Linked DNA regions of Mus musculus: regions 1 and 2 are each linked to region 3. Evidence: chromatin contacts called from public HiChIP or PLAC-seq data. All regions are on one chromosome and are shown on one strand. Each heading gives the region's core, a stretch centred on a gene start, on an enhancer-like site or on the middle of the called end of the contact. The rest is flanking DNA. Distances are from core to core; before and after follow the strand shown. Region 1 overlaps 1700113H08Rik (RIKEN cDNA 1700113H08 gene). Region 2 holds the start of 4930555G07Rik (RIKEN cDNA 4930555G07 gene). Region 3 holds the start of Ascl1 (achaete-scute family bHLH transcription factor 1).

Evidence for each region. HiChIP or PLAC-seq counts read pairs in DNA pulled down with a chosen protein or histone mark.
Region 1: an H3K4me3 HiChIP or PLAC-seq map of neural tube shows a contact between it and region 3, with 5 times the contacts expected there. The contact joins the enhancer-like site here to the promoter of Ascl1 in region 3. A contact is called at or near these places in 3 of 39 promoter capture datasets (embryonic stem cells and neural stem cells), 3 of 15 datasets of contacts at CTCF or cohesin (embryonic stem cells, pro-B cells and stem cell-derived epiblast-like cells), 19 of 484 Hi-C or Micro-C datasets (embryonic stem cells, gonadal supporting cells, nephron progenitors and 1 more), 13 of 115 datasets of contacts at active chromatin or transcription factors (SST interneurons, craniofacial prominence, embryonic basal ganglia and 8 more) and 2 of 9 other capture datasets (embryonic stem cells and embryonic tail).
Region 2: an H3K27ac HiChIP or PLAC-seq map of embryonic brain shows a contact between it and region 3, with 13 times the contacts expected there. The contact joins the promoter of 4930555G07Rik here to the promoter of Ascl1 in region 3. A contact is called at or near these places in 1 of 39 promoter capture datasets (embryonic stem cells), 2 of 484 Hi-C or Micro-C datasets (both in embryonic stem cells), 15 of 115 datasets of contacts at active chromatin or transcription factors (SST interneurons, VIP interneurons, astrocytes and 11 more) and 2 of 9 other capture datasets (embryonic stem cells and embryonic tail).

Annotation. Positions count from the first base shown.
Region 1 is chr10:87,126,017-87,128,716 of GRCm38.p6, forward strand. All of the region lies in intron 3 of 1700113H08Rik (RIKEN cDNA 1700113H08 gene), which reads left to right. Among named protein-coding and RNA genes, the nearest start is that of 1700113H08Rik, 69 kb to the left of the region's middle. Within about 2 kb of position 1,390, at least 4 of the 459 cell types and tissues checked have an H3K27ac peak or open chromatin away from gene starts, as enhancers often do. A contact at or near this core is called in neural tube, where this site is marked.
Region 2 is chr10:87,229,340-87,232,039 of GRCm38.p6, forward strand. It overlaps 4930555G07Rik (RIKEN cDNA 4930555G07 gene), which reads left to right and starts at 1,289. Exons shown (of 3, transcript NR_165498.1): 1 at 1,289-1,644. It overlaps 1700113H08Rik (RIKEN cDNA 1700113H08 gene), which reads left to right. Exons shown (of 6, transcript NM_029685.1): 6 at 667-1,260. The coding sequence ends at 1,103.
Region 3 is chr10:87,492,295-87,494,994 of GRCm38.p6, forward strand. It overlaps Ascl1 (achaete-scute family bHLH transcription factor 1), which reads right to left and starts at 1,366. Exons shown (of 2, transcript NM_008553.5): 1 at 59-1,366. The coding sequence starts at 794. The coding sequence ends at 99.

The sequences.
Region 1 (2,700 bases), core at 140-2,639, 370 kb before region 3:
ACACACACACACACACACACACACACACACACATGCCTTTATATAGGCTCTGGACTAAATCCAGGGCCTTATGCTTGTTGACCCTGAATTTATAGAATTTTTGACTGAAAGGAGTAGTGAGTGTATGATGTAAGTGTATGTATGCGAACAACTTAAACATGTATGAAATACTGGAAGGATAGCTGTTTTATATACTATTGAAAATAAATAAGTTTGAAAAAAATGTTCTGTAATCTTAAGAAAACGATGTGGAACTAGAAGAGATGGCTCAGTGTTTGAGAGCACTTCCTGTTCCTCCAAAGAACAGGGGTTCAGTTCCCAACACCCACATTTTAGCTGACACTGTCTCTAACTCCTGCTTTTGAGGATTCAGCGCCCTCTTCTGGCCACCAAAGGAACTGCATGTAAACGGTGCGCAGATACACAAGCAGATTTTAAAAAAGAAATGTTTTATATAAGGGTTATCGTTAATGGTGACTGTGAAATTGTAGTTTTATTAGTCTCCTTTACTAAATTCCAAATATTGCAGCAAGTCTCTTGACAGCCTATCTGATGCCAACATCCTATTACCCTCTCTAGAGGGGGAGGAAGAGAAGTGGACTGAAGCACAGAAGACTGCTGACTTAGCGGTTTTCCGCAACTGACCAATTCAACGAGTATTTGTTCAGTGTCTCTCTGTGCCAGAATATAAACTCCATGAGAAAGGGCAAGTGCACCTTACTTTCGATGTATCTCCAGTTCCGGCACGCAGTAAACACTAGGCATTTACCAAGTAATTATGTGAGTGAGCGAACACTTTTCACATGATGGAAATGCTCTAAAGAGTTCTAGCCACTGCTTTTCCATCACCCCATGGCCAAGCTCCTGGAGCAAACTTGCTTCGACCTGGAAGCTCCCGCATCTGCACTGTGCACACCTCTGCCTCAGCCACACATTCTTTCTCTCCCTAGTCTTGGCTCCCAGGCTGGATGGGACTTGCTTGGTTAGAATTTGGAACCAGCCTTGGTTGTTGGTCCCTCCTGGGGCCTGGCTATCAGGAGGGGAACTCTCTAGGCGCCTCCTAGGGAGCTGTCCACAGCACCACTCTCCAGGGCTTGCATTCCCTTTCAACACTGGAGACTTTCCCAACAGCGTAGCACCCGGACAGTGTTAGTATTTATGGGAAAACATATTGGTTTCTGGAGTGTGTGTTTCCAAGTGGTCCTACATGTCAGATAATTGCCCAATCTATGACCAACATGAAATAGATACTTTTAAATTGTGTGACATTTAAGTCTTATAGACAAGCTGTGGGTTAGCAAGGGGAAGGTTCAGGAGAGGCGACTAGCAACCGTTAAGCACTGTGCAAACACACGCTTTTCCACAGCTGGTTTGTAAGTGGACATTGGAAAGTGAGCTGTGCTGAGGGTATTCTGAGGACTGTAAGGAATCATCTATTGAGCAGATCATGTGCTAGAGAGGAGAGCCACTTTTCCAGCAGATAGGCAGATGGGGAGTGTGAGGCACTTTAGCATCTTTTATAAGAAAGTAATTTGAGAAGCGGCAAGTCTCCCTCTCAGTGTGACCTGGTGCTAAGCTCATACTGTGTGTCTCCTGTGACCTCACAAAGGGATTAATTCCTACTGTGGCTGAGGTGGCCGGAGGACATCTTTATTAGATGTTAACGAGTGGTTCCAAAGATGTTTAGAAATGCTGGGCTTTTCCAATATCTCATGTAAGAATAAAAAAAGAAAGGGAGAAAGACACACCCACTTTGGTGAAATGGTTAATAATGAGCATAGGCAAAAGCTGGCAAATCTGTCATACAGAAACAATGTGGGGGGCTGGGGGAGGTCCTGCTAGTGATGCCCCCTTCTCCTCTGTCCAGGATGGTAGCATATAGAACTGAGATGTATTGCTTGCCTGAAGAGCAAACATTTCTGGCAGTTGTGCTATGGCAGAGACTGCAAACTCGAGTGCCTGGTCCTGAGCATCAGGACCAGAAGACGTGATATCCCACGGTGGAGAAAGTGGAGGGAGCAGGCAGCAGGAGGCCACTGTTGTTAGAGCTTTGGGATCAGTAATGCTTTTGGTTTCTGCACTGTCTGGTTTTTGTGTCAACTTGACTCAGGCTGGAGTTATCACAGAGAAAGGAGCTTCAGTTGGGGAAATGCCTCCATGAGATCCAGCTGTGGGGCATTTTCTCAATTAGTGATCAAGTGAGGAGGCCCCTTGTGGGTGGTGCCATCCCTGGGCTGGTAGTCTTAGGTTCTATAAGAAAGCAAGCTGAGCAAGCCACACATACACACGCACGCACGCACGCACGCACGCACGCACGCACGCACGCACGCACGCACGCACGCACGCACGCACCTGCTTAAGTGGATTTGTAAGGTGTTTTAAAAATCTTACGATAAGCAAGTTTGTTGCTGCTATTGTTGTTGTTTGAGACAGGGTTTCTCTGTATAGTCCTGGCTGTTCTGGAACTCACTGTGTAGACCAGGCTGGCCTCGAACTCAGAAATCCGCCTGCCTCTGCCTCCCAAGTGCTGGGATTAAAGGCATGTGCCACCATGCCTGGCTTTTTGTTTGTTTGTTTTGTTTTTGGATGATGAGCGAGTTTTATGGAGTAGAATATATACCAGGCATTCCTTTAGGTGTAGGGCAATGAACAAAACAAAGGATTCTCACTTCACGGAGCCTTCAATCCAGTATGGAAACT
Region 2 (2,700 bases), core at 39-2,538, 260 kb before region 3:
GGTTACTGAAAATCCTGTAGAGACTTGCAGAGAATGATTTAAAACATTACATTATCTTAATTTATTAGTAAAGGAATAGACTTCTAATGTGTGTGGTTAATGTGTAGAATTTCTCAAATAAAAAAAACGTAGTACTATATGCTTATAATGCAGATAGAATGTATAACAATGTAGGTATGATTGAGCAAAGAAAAAAAATTAAACCTGATATCAATGTCAGTGGGAGAGAGTATTGATGGGTAGACTCAGCTTCAGGGTAATCTATTTTTTGTTTTCATTTTTCATCTGGTTTTATAACTTCTAATAAAATCGACGAAGTAACTTTTGGATTTGTTTTTCAGATCGTTAGTTGTCAGTCTGAGCTGGGCCATTGATCTTTTCTAGCATACCTAACATGATTCAATAACTTTTCTCTTTACAAACTTCTGAAAATCAGAAGATGGCGTCCCACTTTCTTCGTTTTCTTGGAAGATTTGAACAGGTTCCTTTGAAACACTGATCTCACACTCCGGATCCTGTTTCAGGTGCCAGCAAAGGGAAATTCAGCATTTGAATTATGTCACAGGATAGCCAGGAATTCTCTTTTCTCTCTCTCCATCCCAGCTGCTGCCCTGTGATCCTTGTCCAAAGGCTGGAGTTCTACTGTAGCTCTGCTTTTTCTTCCAGGTCCTGCGCTGAGACCTTTTACCGCCATTGGCCTCTGCAGAAGTGTCAGTCAGAACTACTCTTCCCAGCCGATCAGCTGTAAGACTTCTGAAACCGTGCAGGAGGATAAAGCTACAGCCTCGGGATCTCCAACACAAACAGATTCCCTAACCGTGTGCGGAAGTGCATTAGGAAGAGGCGCGGTTGCCATAACACCAGAGACGACCCTCAAGCATCCTCATCTCCCCACTGAACGGAGGCCAAAGGCAGTTATCTCTTTCCCCGCCCGTGTGGTCAAAGAGCCCTTGCCTCTGCTCGTGGGCTCTTCTACCCGTTTATTTTCCAAGAAGTTAATGAAGGCTTGCTCCTCAGTGGCCCCGCGCCCACCCCAGGATTTCCATAAGGCTTGTTCACAGAGTCTTTCGAAGCCCGTGGTGAATACTCACACTAACTGCTGAGAAGGAATTGTTCTGCGAGCTCTGCCCATCTTCCAATCAATGCCTGCCCAGAACAACAGAAAGGGCCTCAGATGTATTGGTTTCCACAGAACCATTGTTACGCTTTGTAAAGCATTTTTGAACCTAATAAATAATGTCAAAAGTCTCTATCGCCGCCAAAAAATGTTCTTTTTGAAGCATTTGTAATAGTATTTTTGTTCTGCAGTGTCTCCCACTGTTACAAAGAATTTGCGCTGCACAATGCACCGCGTGCCACTTTGCAGTGTGGCCTGCTGGGATCGGAAGGTCGGGCTTTTGTTTTGCTGTTACAGGTAGACGGTTTCACTTGCCAGCCTAGGCTTAAGGCTAAGGATATTTTCTAACGGCCTTCGGGATTTCTACATGAACGTTTGGAAAACCTAATTGAATGCCTGTAATATAATAGTTAACATGAAATCCGATTGCTTCTGATGTGCCTAGGGAAATTCTTTAGGCTATATGAAGGGTTTTGTGTCAGAAACCTGAAGCCAGATCCTAGCTGGTGGCTTTGAAACACTTGGAAGTAAGTTTAATGTGTTTGTTTGTTTGTTTGTTTGTTTTAAAGGAGAAGATTCCAAAGTTTCTGATTTGTAATAGGGAAGTCTGGCTTCTTAAAGAACGTACTGTCAAACTGGCCATTCTAAACAACACATTTAAAACATTTTGGGTTTTAACAGACTCACATGGCTGATTTGAATCACAATATAGTGTCTGTTAGCTTTGTCAGTGATTTTATGAGGTGACATTTGATAGTTTTAATATTCATGGAGAAACAGGAAGCAATGGGATCAACATGAAGTCTGTCTACTACAGTCTTCCAGTTTCCCCACAGGCTTGGATGTGGGAAGTTTGATGCATGGGGGTTATAAAGATTTAATATTTTACTTTACTTAATTTAATATTTTACTTTAATATTTTCCCTTTAGTTCGATGTCATATAAATGTCTACATGCAGGTAATGGTGTGGCTACATTTGAGACATTGCACCCTGTGTTCAAATTTTAAGTCTCAGAATTTGTTTTTTAAAGATTGAGTTTTTTTTATCTTATGCTTATGAGTTTTTGCCTGCATGCATGCGTATGTTCTATAGGTGTGCCTGTTACCCATAGAGTCAGAAGAGGTCATGGGATCCCCTGGAACTGAATTGCTGGTATTTGGAGGTGAACTCAGGTCCTCTGCATAGAGCAGCTTGGGCGCTCTTAACTGCTGAGCCATTTCTTCATCTCCCAAAGTCTTAGAATTTCAAAAGGAGTGAGGTACTATTGTAAGAAAATGGCATTACATTTAGGGATATGTTCAGTTCCCCTGAAAATTATTTAATTTTTTTAAAACTAGCAGTGTTTTTGACACCTGAGAAACTTTGAAAAAGTGGTAAACCAAACTCTAAAGCTTTCAGGTTAATGGAGTTCTTAAGGTGAGTTTTCTTATTACTGGTTATTAGTTTGGTTTACTCTGGAGAACACGCAGATCATCAGTGTTGATTGAGTATTCTGGGTATCTGGTCATCAAAGTTCTTGGGACCACTGTAAGTTCAACCTCATGCCCGTCATTTGGGGAGCATCGTGTAGACAAACTGATG
Region 3 (2,700 bases), core at 116-2,615:
GAAAAAGAAAAAGGGACCTAGTCAAGAAAGGCTCTGCCCATCCCCACATGAAGCGTACCTGCTTCCAAAGTCCATTCCCAGGAGAGCCTGGCAGGTCCTCAGAACCAGTTGGTAAAGTCCAGCAGCTCTTGTTCCTCTGGGCTAAGAGGGTCGTAGGATCCCTCGTCGGAGGAGTAGGACGAGACCGGAGAACCCGCCATAGAGTTCAAGTCGTTGGAGTAGTTGGGGGAGATGGTGGGCGACAGGACGCCCGCCTGAAAGGCAGCGCTCACCGCGTCGTGCTCGTCCAGCAGCTGCTGCAGCGCGCGGATGTACTCGACCGCCGAGCGCAGCGTCTCCACCTTGCTCATCTTCTTGTTGGCCGCGCCGTTGGGGACATGCTCCCGGAGGGTGGCAAAACCCAGGTTGACCAACTTGACCCGGTTGCGCTCGCGCTCGTTGCGGCGCGCCACGGCGGCCGGCTGCTGCTGTGGCAGGCTGTAGCCGAAGCCGCTGAAGTTGAGCCGGCGTTTGCAGCGCATCAGTTCCGGAGAGGACGAGCGCTGGCGCTTGACCTGCTTGGCCGCTGACTTGTGACCGCCCCCTGAGGGCTGGCTGTCGGCCACCGGGCTCAGCTGCGGCGCCTGCTGCGGCGGCGCCTGCGGCTGTTGCTGCTGCGCGCTCTGAGCTGCCGCGGCCGCCGCCGCTGCCGCCGCCGCCGCGGTCGCAAAGAAGCAGGCTGCGGGAGGCAGGAAGGGCTGCGGGGGCTGCGGCTGCTGGCCGGCTCCACTCTCCATCTTGCCAGAGCTCTCCATGCCGGGCCAAACTGTCGCGGGGGAGAACGAGTTGGGGACGCAGGGTGCGCAGAGCCCTTGAAGGAAGCGGGGCTGCGAAGCACGATCAAAGGGGGACGAAGAAAAAGGAGAGGGGAGAAACGAGCCCCGGAGGAAAGTTAAAGGGGAAGAAACGCGCAGAAGGAGGCAGAGTTGTCAGGCTGCAGCGGAGGAAGGTGCCTGGGCGATCGTCTTCCCTCTGCGCCGCCTCCTCCCTCCCCTCCTCCCGCCGCGGTTGGCTTCGGGAGCCTCGCGTGGCGCTCGCGTGTGCGGCCGCCGCCGGCGCCTTCTCGGTTTTAAAAGAGGAAAGGGAAAAGGAAAGCAGCCGCAAAAGTCAGTGCCGAGCGCACTCTGCCAGGTGGAGCTGCTCCGGGGCTGCGCTTTCTTGCGCCCGCTCTCCCTTGCTCCAGCCTGGGCTTGAGCCTGCTTCTGGGATTATTTGGTTGAACCCCCTTTCTTTCTAATTGCTCTCTCGTTCCCCCCAATTCGCCCTCCCTAACCGGCTCCCAGCCGGTACGCCTTCCACGTTCCCTGGCCAGAAGTGAGAGACTGCTGGGCGGCTGCGGTGCGGCCGCCTTTTCAATGGGACACCCAGCCCCACGCGCAGCCCTGGCCCCGCCTCGCCCCCCACTCCCCGCTGCTGCAGCGAGCGGCTGCAGCCCCCACTACCCCTCCTCTTCCCCCACCTCCTCAGCTCCCTCCCTCTCGCCCCCCCCCCCTCCAGTTGCCCGCGCCCGCTCCTTGCAAACTCTCCATTCAGCCTGGTTTGTTGTTGCAGTGCGTGCGCCCGGCGCGTGCCGGACTCCCGGCTGAATAAACAGGCCGCGCGCTCGGGGCGGTGGCTCCGGGAGCCAGGGGGTGGCTCTAGAAATGGGGGCCTTTTTAAAAAAGGGGGGGGGCAAATAACTCCTGGACTTGGGGTGCCTAGGTGGAAAGTCTGGAGGGAAAAGTGTCTTTGGAGTCTCCTGAGAACTTGGAAGAAAATTCAGGGAAGGGTTTAGGCAGAAAAAGTGGCAAAGGGAACTCTTGGAAGTGGAGGGCTGGGCTTCTGCTTCCCCCCTTTCTTCTCTCCGCAGTAACTCCGGAGGATTCTTTGTGACCCTAAAAAATAAAATGTTTGCCATTAGGTTTAGGAAGGTAGGAGGGGAGAGCGTTTGCACACTAGTGGTCTCTCTGTATGAGAACTTGAGTCCTCTCACTAGCTTTGTGGTCTCAGTAAGTTCTACCCTGTCTGAGCAGCCTTTCCCTCTGCAGCCATATGGGGTTGCCACTGCTGTTCCATTCAGCTTCAAGGATTGGATGTGCTGGGCACAACTCGCTAAGGGTGGGAAGGATAGGGAGTCATGAACAGGATAGGTTGACAGTTCCCTAAGAAGCTGAGGCAGGAGAATAAGTTGGAGGCTAGCTTTTGTGAGACACAGTGGTGTGGGGAAGTGTATGCAGGAAGGCACTCAGGGTTATCTGTTTCTGGCCCTCTATAACAGCCGCCACTCCTCTGAAAGATGCTTGCTAGACGCTATGGGAAAGGAGGGCATTCTGGGATATTTCAGATCTTCTGGAGAAAGAAGCTGTGGGCTGTGTGGAATAAAGAGTGACTGGATTTGAGCTAACTGAAAGTCTTCCCTCCTTGTCCCTCCCTGTCTCAGGCGCCTTGGAGGCCTTGGCGCAGCCTCTATCCCGCCCCAGGCGTGTGCCTGGCGGACCGGTGGCAGGCGACTGGGAGCGGAGCCCGCTGAGGCCGTGTGCTGGCACCGCGAGAGAAGGGGAGGTGCCTGCAGCGGTCACCGGGCTGCTGGGACAGTGCCTGCCCAGGCGCATTCCCGGGCCCTCAGGCTGGCACTCTGTCCGAACCCAGTCCAGCTTAGAAAAGCAAAGCACTGCAGGCAAA